Regions from separate parts of the Pan troglodytes genome. Here region 1 is linked to region 2. A link is a contact called in public HiChIP or PLAC-seq data. All regions are on one chromosome and are shown on one strand. Each heading gives the region's core, a stretch centred on a gene start, on an enhancer-like site or on the middle of the called end of the contact. The rest is flanking DNA. Distances are from core to core; before and after follow the strand shown. Region 1 holds the start of EED (embryonic ectoderm development). Region 2 holds the start of PICALM (phosphatidylinositol binding clathrin assembly protein).

Evidence for each region. HiChIP or PLAC-seq counts read pairs in DNA pulled down with a chosen protein or histone mark.
Region 1: a contact with region 2 is called in an H3K4me3 HiChIP or PLAC-seq map of stem cell-derived excitatory neurons, with 5 times the contacts expected there. The contact joins the promoter of EED here to the promoter of PICALM in region 2. A contact is called at or near these places in 1 of 7 Hi-C or Micro-C datasets (stem cell-derived neural progenitor cells) and 1 of 1 datasets of contacts at active chromatin or transcription factors (stem cell-derived excitatory neurons).

What each region holds. Positions count from the first base shown.
Region 1 is chr9:88,260,039-88,264,055 of NHGRI_mPanTro3-v2.0_pri, forward strand. It overlaps EED (embryonic ectoderm development), which reads left to right and starts at 1,595. Exons shown (of 12, transcript XM_009423921.4): 1 at 1,595-2,490. The coding sequence starts at 2,377.
Region 2 is chr9:88,086,326-88,090,259 of NHGRI_mPanTro3-v2.0_pri, forward strand. It overlaps PICALM (phosphatidylinositol binding clathrin assembly protein), which reads right to left and starts at 2,416. Exons shown (of 20, transcript XM_508908.9): 1 at 1,923-2,416. The coding sequence starts at 2,052.

The DNA.
Region 1 (4,017 bases), core at 345-2,844, 170 kb after region 2:
TGGAGTTGAGCCTGATCTCTCTCCTATTGTGATAGTCTTGACAGCTATCAAAATAGTCCTGAATTAAGTGTTCCTTACTATTTTAACAAGTGTCAGAATATTTTTCCTTTAATGTAGTGACAATAACGTAGTAATATAAACTAATTTCCATTTATCACCCCTGATTCATCAGAAACATTTTAAAAATAACCCCTTCAAGTTTTAATAAGCCTCTTTAAACTATTTTTGCTTTGTTACAGATAATATGAATGCTGTAAGGCATTTTTCTACCATATGTGTCCTTTATCCAAATGTTCAGCACTTTTCTAATTTTATGACTAGACGTTGACTCCCACTTCCCAGCTCCCACTAATCTCTCACACACGGAGTAATTTTAATTTGAAATGCTTTAGTCAATTATCCTTTACTTGTAGAACTATATTTCAGAAACGTCCTTCCCTTTGTTGGGAAAGATGTTCTTAACAAAGGGAAGGATGTTTCTGTCTGCTGATGAAAATGTCATACCAAAGCACGTCTTACTTTCTCAGGAGCTCACTCTACTCCAGTCTCATCTCTTCTCACCAACTGAGGAGTGCTTAGTAGTGCCTGGAACATTGGAAGTGCTGAACAAATGACTGCCGTCATTGAGACCTCAACTTTAATTTTTTTTCGGCTTCTTTATTTCAAAGTCTTCACTGCAGAAACCCCTCATTCTGACCTGCCTTTGCTTTACTTCCTTTTCTCATTCTCAACCAAGAGTTCTCTCTTTATCTACAAAAGAAAGAGTGACTTGCAATCTGCAGATAAGGAAACTGATGTCCTGGTTATAAAGTTATCATGCAGAAATAATTCAAGTATACTAGAATTTTATGGATGGTGCACTCTAGGTGGGTAATGAGGTCTAAAAGAGAAAAGATATACAACATCAAGTAGGTGCCCAAGAAATGGTAGGTCCCTTTCTCCCTTCCTGCCTCCTCATTTTTACAGATGAGGACATTTTTACAGAAGCCCGAATAGATAAGTAGTCACAATCACGTTCTAAGAAAAACAAAAAAAAAAAAGGTGGCGGATGCCGTATTTTATTTTTCGTCATCACTCTCCTTTTCCTGCTGCTCATTCAGTTATGGTTTCATGACCCATATAATAATTCCACAAGGCACACCAATGTTATCTGGCACCTGCTAGAGAATAGATATAGTAACAGAGGCAAATATTTTGGTGAAGTTTAACAGGTGTGTTGCCTTCTAGAATTTCATTGTATCTGATGTGCAAAAACAAGCAAAACATTGTCGGTTAAGTATCACAATCTCATAATGGAGATGAGCACTGATTCTTAGGCCTTGGCGTAGTTCAGGGCCTATCCTTCAGCAGCTAAAAAGAGCACTTTGGCTGTAACTCATTGGAGTCTAGTCTCATAATTTTAGGATATTTCTATTTAAGTCTTAACCACTATTGGTAGCAACTGGAAGGATAATCATTCATTACAATAAATAGTCAACAGAATAAATATCCGACAAGAATTTACGAAGCGTCTAGAGTATAATTCGGTAGCGCTTTGAAATCCACCCTGGGATTCGGAAACCGGGTAGAAAACTACCTGGTTCAGCAAACGAGAATTCAAACAGAGGAGGGGCTTGGAGGAGGCGGGTTTCGACGAACCCAGCGCAAGAGTACGCCACGGCGCCTGCGCATCCCCTGACGGGTACTTTCCATTCGCCAGATGGGGGAAGCCAGGGGGAATCAGGTTACTGTTTTTGCATTTCTATCTTCAAGGAAGAATTAGGTTATGAATAGTTCCGTGAATAGTCAGGAAGCGCTGTCCTCCAAGTTCAAGATTAAGGAAACGTGGCATGCACAGCTAAAGCAAGAGGTGACGTCTTGTATCTTCCCCCGTTTCCTGGGACATTGGTGGTGTAGCCCATTCCACAGACTTTCGCTCCCTAGCAGCGGGTCGGAGATCGAAGGAACGGGCCAATTGCGGCTGAAACGTCTTTGGAAGGAGGAAGGGGGTGAGGGAGCATCCCTTTGAGTTTCGCCTCTTCTCGAGGCGGTGGTGGGAAGGGAGACATACTTAATACTGCCCTCTTAATCCAACGGATCTTACATCGTGTAGACTGCCGGGAGGGCGGCGGGAAAAGGGCAAGACGGGAGTTAGGGAAGGGAAGGAGCCAGGAAGCCGCGCGGGAGGGCGCGCGCGCGCGCCCCTTTTTCAGCAGTGTGGCGGGGTCGCACGCACGCCCGCCTCGGCGGCTGGGCGCGATTTGCGACAGTGGGGGGGGCGGTGGAGGTGGCGGCGGCAGTGGCAATTTTGCGGCAAGCTCGGGCCGGGCTTGCTTGACGGCGGTGTGGCGGAGGCCCCGCCCCAGGCGGCAGGAACCTGGAGGGAGGCGGAGGAATATGTCCGAGAGGGAAGTGTCGACTGCGCCGGCGGGAACAGACATGCCTGCGGCCAAGAAGCAGAAGCTGAGCAGTGACGAGAACAGCAATCCAGACCTCTCTGGAGACGAGAATGTAAGTGCAGCTCCTGGCAGTTACGAGACTGCGGAGTGAAAGTTTTAAATTCTTTTAAAACGGGGGGCGCGGGGACGAGCGGGCTGCTGTGGGGGGAGGGAGAGGTGTCACTCAGGAAAACGCGGGCGTGCGGGAGAAAATTGAAATTGCCTACGGGGATTTTGATGTGGGGCCGAGAGCAAGCAGGAACTAGGCGAAGGAGAGTGGTTCTAGTGATTGCGTGGGTCTGAGAGGTCTGCCCTGAAATCAGTTTGCATGTGATGGGGAGTGTTTTGGCCTTTGGGGGGATTTAAGGGGAGAGTGCGGGTCTGAGATTCTAGTAGTTTAAAAGGCACGTTAGAGACTTTTCTAAGAAAGTTGGAAGGACGGGGCAGAGTTAGGGACCCTGTTAAAGGAGCGTAAGGGTTGTCACTCTAAGACCCTTGTGGAATTTTCAGGATGGAAAGTGATCTTCGATTTGCGGAGTTTGGGAGACTTTATTAAAGGGGGTTTTGTGTCCGCCTCCGTCCTGTCCGCGGAGACCGGGTGCGCCTGAAGGTCGCCTTTTCTGTAGGAGGAGCCGAATTGAGAGGATCGATTTTTGATTTGGGGGTGGGGAGTGACTACCTTTGAGGAAGTAAGAGTGGGTGATTTCTTCTTTGAACGTTTTTACTTAAGATAAAGGTGAGGGGGGTGGCGACCTGGAAGATTTTGGGCAACAGTGGTATAGGCAGATGTATTTAAGTGTGGGTTCCTGGCTTCGCCAAGTGCGCGATGTTTTGCAATCAGATTTTTTTAAGCTCTGAAATGGGTATTCGTAATCATTCGGTACCAACATTTAACCCAACTGAGTTTTAATTGACTCGCCAGTAAGAGCCGAATTGACATAAATAAGTTTTCAGTTTCATGTTTTAGGTTGATAACCAGTAAGCTCAACGAAGTATCTTGACAATTTATTCAAAGATACTACTCCAAAATGTGATTCTCCACAACTTGTGAATATCTTTTTAAAAATCCTTAAAATGTTTCAGAAGAGTGGCGTAGGAATAAATGTTACATCTTCTACACGCAGTTTCTAAATTCTGTCATAATTCCTAGCTGAAACATATAATGATGTCATGACTAAGATTTTCACGGAAAAGATGAGAAAGGATTCTTTTTGCAGAGACAAGATAGATATTCTTGGGATTGTCAGTTTGTGGGATCTTAGACTTCAAATTTCAGAAAAGCTTGGGTGTTAAGTGTTACTTTTGTATTTTTCCCCCGATTGTGCGCCCCAATCTCACTGTACATTGGGATCTAACATTTTTTACCCTCTTCTTTTTATTATTTGGAGACCGTTCATTTTATTTCTGCGTTTTCTTAAATTTCTCTAGGCAGATTAGAGTATTAAGAGCACAGATGCTGGATCCAAGTGATAGGTTAAAATTTCTGTTCTATTAGCTTGACCTCGAGCAAGAGACTGACATAATTGTCTTAGTTTCTTAAAAATGAGGATGGTGGTGTATGGTATTTACCTCATAGAGTATTTGTAAGCATTAAATGAGT
Region 2 (3,934 bases), core at 1,166-3,665:
CACAAGTAGTTTCTTCATACTCCCATACAAAAAAAAAAAAAAAAAAAAAAAAAAACCCAAAAGCAACTAACAAAAGAATTAACACAGTGTCAGGACAAACTGTAAGATTTGGTAGGGCAAACCAAGTAGTATTTGAAGAGCCGTAAATAGCAGAAACGTCTACTACACGTATCAGATAATCAAAAAATCACATATGGCTTTACGATGCATTTTTAAAAGTTTTCGGTTCATAAGAGTGTCACCATTTAAACATATTCTCCATTCTCTAAGACAAGCAAGGACTGAGAGTTTAAAAGCAGCCTGCATGCATATCTGAAAGAATCAAGCACTAATGCTTTTTTATTTAAAACTTTTTTCCACAGTGGAGGAACAATCACAAAGAATAATAGGCTTCTGTGTAGCAAAAACTTGTTCTAACAGCATTCATGAGCACAGTAACTTGGAAGAATTTACATTTCGTACATTTTTTTTAAAGTGCAAACTTTACGGCCAAAGTCCAAAAATGAGAAATCAAAACAGGCTTCCAGACAGTGAATTATCTTTCAGGGCATGCTCACTCTTGCTTCAAACAGTAAAACAAAGTAACTTTCATGTATGATGAAAGTCAGTCAGACTAATGTGTCCAGTCATTTAAAAAGGGAACTTACTTATCGTGACTATTGCCCTATTTTTCCCTGAAAAGTTTCAGGTCTAAGCTCCATTGGCTTGAGTGATCCAATGAGCTTTGTACCCTGGGGTAAAAGAGCGCAAAGAAAAAGGAGGATATTACAGGTGACTTCCAGGTTAGAAAAAAGTTACGAGGAGTTAGCTCTACTAACTGTATCTACGTTAGCGAATGGACGAATACTATGTCGTGTAAGAGAAGCTAGTTCCTCAAAAGGTAACTGGCATAATTAAAACATCCAAACTCAAGCATCATCAAACATCATTTTGCCAATTTTTTTAAGGGATGTATGTTATTTGTAAGTAAATTTATTAATCCATTTGGAATTCCAACAGTCTACGCTTAACACTCAAGCTTCTGAATTCAAGCCGCCAGAGTTAACAGTCCCGGGAACTGATAAGAGTATCAGCAAAATGCCTTTTTCCATATCCCCATGTGAAAAGCTGGCGGGCAGAGCTGACAGTCACAAACTCACCCCAGTCAAAAGTATGGACAACACAATGATTAAATTCCACCAGAGGCAAATAAAAATCCCAACTTTCCAGAAAGCTTTCCCTACACCAAATTGAATCCTTTTACTTTCACTCCCACAAAGAAGGTAATCTGAAATAAAAGTCGGGTAACTGGGTATGGTATTTAAAATGAGTCGAAGAAACTACACTGAAGCTACTAGAGAGGCGATGAAAAGGTAACCCAAAAGCAGGAGGGAAGGTGGAACAGAAAGCCAGGAAGGGATGGGGGAAGCAGCTAGTGGAGCAAAGGAAGTGGGGGATCCCTTCAAGGGAGGCAGCCCGGAGGGATAACAAGGATCTGGATGCAAGGAACCAGGCGTTTACTGAAACCCGAAGGAGGCTGATGAAGAAACAATGGGGCTGGGAGACGCTCAGGCGAGGGCGACGAGGCGGCACCGGACGGGTGGGAAGGAAGAGCAGAAGGCTGCAGTGGAGACGGGTAGGGGGTGAGAAGCCAGGTGGGGAAGCAAGTTGGTTGGGTATGATGGGGTGTGGTAGCGCACCGGGCAGGGAGACGAGGGTCCCCTAGGAATAGGGAGGGGAGTGGCTTGTCAGATTTTGAGACGGGGAGCGGAGGCCGTGAAGTGTGATGGAAGCAAAAGAACACAGCTCAACGGGCACAGGACCGGCCGTGCCAGAGAAGACGCAGGGAGGGAAGAGGCAGCAGAAGGGGGAAAGACAAGAGAGAGAGAGGACGCGGGTCGCGCGGGCGCCGGGGAGCGGGGGCCGCGGTCGGCTTCACTCACAGTCCAGGTGCTTTTTCTTGGGCCCCATGATCTCGTGGGTCGTGGCCTTGCATACTGTCTTGGATACGGCAGAGCCGGTGACACTGTGCTGGGCGGCAGTGATTCGGTCCGTCAGGCTCTGGCCGGACATCTCTGCAGCTCCTCCACCACCCCACCCGCTCAGCAGCCGGCGGGGACTGGGACCCCCAAGAGCCGGAGGGTCCCCACCCCCCACCGCACCCCCTACCCCCACCGGCTCCTTCCCCGCCTGCCGGCCTGGGGCGCGGTTCGGGGCCGCGCGCTGCCACCAGTCCAGAGAGAACCGGCTCGTGTCACCCGCGGAGTCGGACAAGATGTCGGGCACTCCCTTGCCCCCGCCTCAGTTCAGCCCACCCCTTCCCTGGTCAGCTGGAGCCGGGCAGGGTAAGAGGAACAGGCAGCTGCAGGAAAATGGCGGCGCCAGGCTCCTCCTCGGAGCTTTCCGGGCTGCCCCCGGGTCACGTGACTCGGACACCGCCCCTCCTCCCTTCTCCCGCCCCTTTCCCCTTCCCTTTCCTCTTCGACGCCCGCCCTCCCTCGCTCAGCGAGGGAAGAGCTGGGCGGCGCCCGCGCGTTACGTGATGGAACCCGCCAGGCGGGCGCAACAGGAGGCCCGCCCGAGGGGAGTGCACAGCCGGCGCATCACGTGACTCTCCCTGCCAACAGGTCGCCTGAGGCTCGGCCCGCGGGGTCACAGACGCGGGGCGGGGCGGGGCGGGAGAGGAATGGCGAGGGCGGCGTGCTGGCGGGGGTGGGGCGGGGCGGCAGGCTTCTCCCCTTATCCCCCCACCTCAAGTGTGTCCTCGTGTCTGTGGTTGAAACCAACAGCTTGACAAAGGAGGTGCAGCTGCCTTCACAGCTTCCCCTGAAGTGGGGGGTATTAGGCCTCTGGCTCCCCGAGCTTTCCCAGCAGAGTCAAGAATGTATTTCAAGACGCCTCCCAAAGCCGCCCTCCTGGCTTAAAGGAGAAGGTTCCAAACGGCCTATTTTCTGAACCTTCCAGCAGGCCTCTCTCTACCATGGAACTATTGAAGCTCTCCTTATTTACTTACCCCAGAAAGGTTTTTTCCCCCCTTTCCTTGAGAGGCTTGGAAATGTCACCTGGTTTTGTTTATCTCTACTCCGAAAACCCGACACGTTGCTGCCATTCTAAATTTAGATACTAGCTGGCCGGTATTCATTCTCTAGGGTGTGGAAGAGGACAGGAAACACATAGCTTCACTGGAATTTGAAAAGGGAAGTAGTAGGATGATGTCAACAGCGATTAGCTTGACCCTACATGGCTGACTGCTGTGGTGATTAAAGGTCCAGACCATAGAAGGAAGTGAGAGGGGCGGTAAATGGAGAAGTCCCATTCAAACAGTCCAGACATCACTGCCTGCCATCTCCCCTGGTTTAGTCTTTCTTACCTTTGGCCTCTTTTCTCTTATTGGGTGAGTCAGATCCATGGAAAGACGTTGACACTGCCCTGTGGACATTTTAAAAGAAGTATTACATCCTGAAATACTATTCAATGAGACCCAGACCATACATTAACAAAGCCTTTTATATGTTATTAGAGCCTCTACATTCAACCCAGGGTTAGGGATAAGTTGAAAAATATGTGAGTGTTAAGTTACCATGATAGTCACATGTAATCTTGCTAGTTTCAAATGAAATGCTAACATTCTCAGAAAGTCTGTGTACACCATCTGCCAGCCAAATCCAAAATACTGTGCTTCAATCTGGTGACTCTCAAAGGATGCAAAGCTGATAGATATTTAACATTTTATGTATCATATCAGGAATTTTGTGGTCTCCCATTTTCCCCACGCCCCCTCACCCCCCTTTTTTCCCCACTATGGCTGGTGAAATTCTGCAGCAACATGCTCTTGCCAAGAACACACAGTTTTTAATCCCAGCAGGCTTCATCTTTGTCAAGCCAGCCTCCAATTTCACAAAACTATAATGACTTCCTTCAGTGTACTGCAATCCATCTGTGGTTTGGTGCCCCG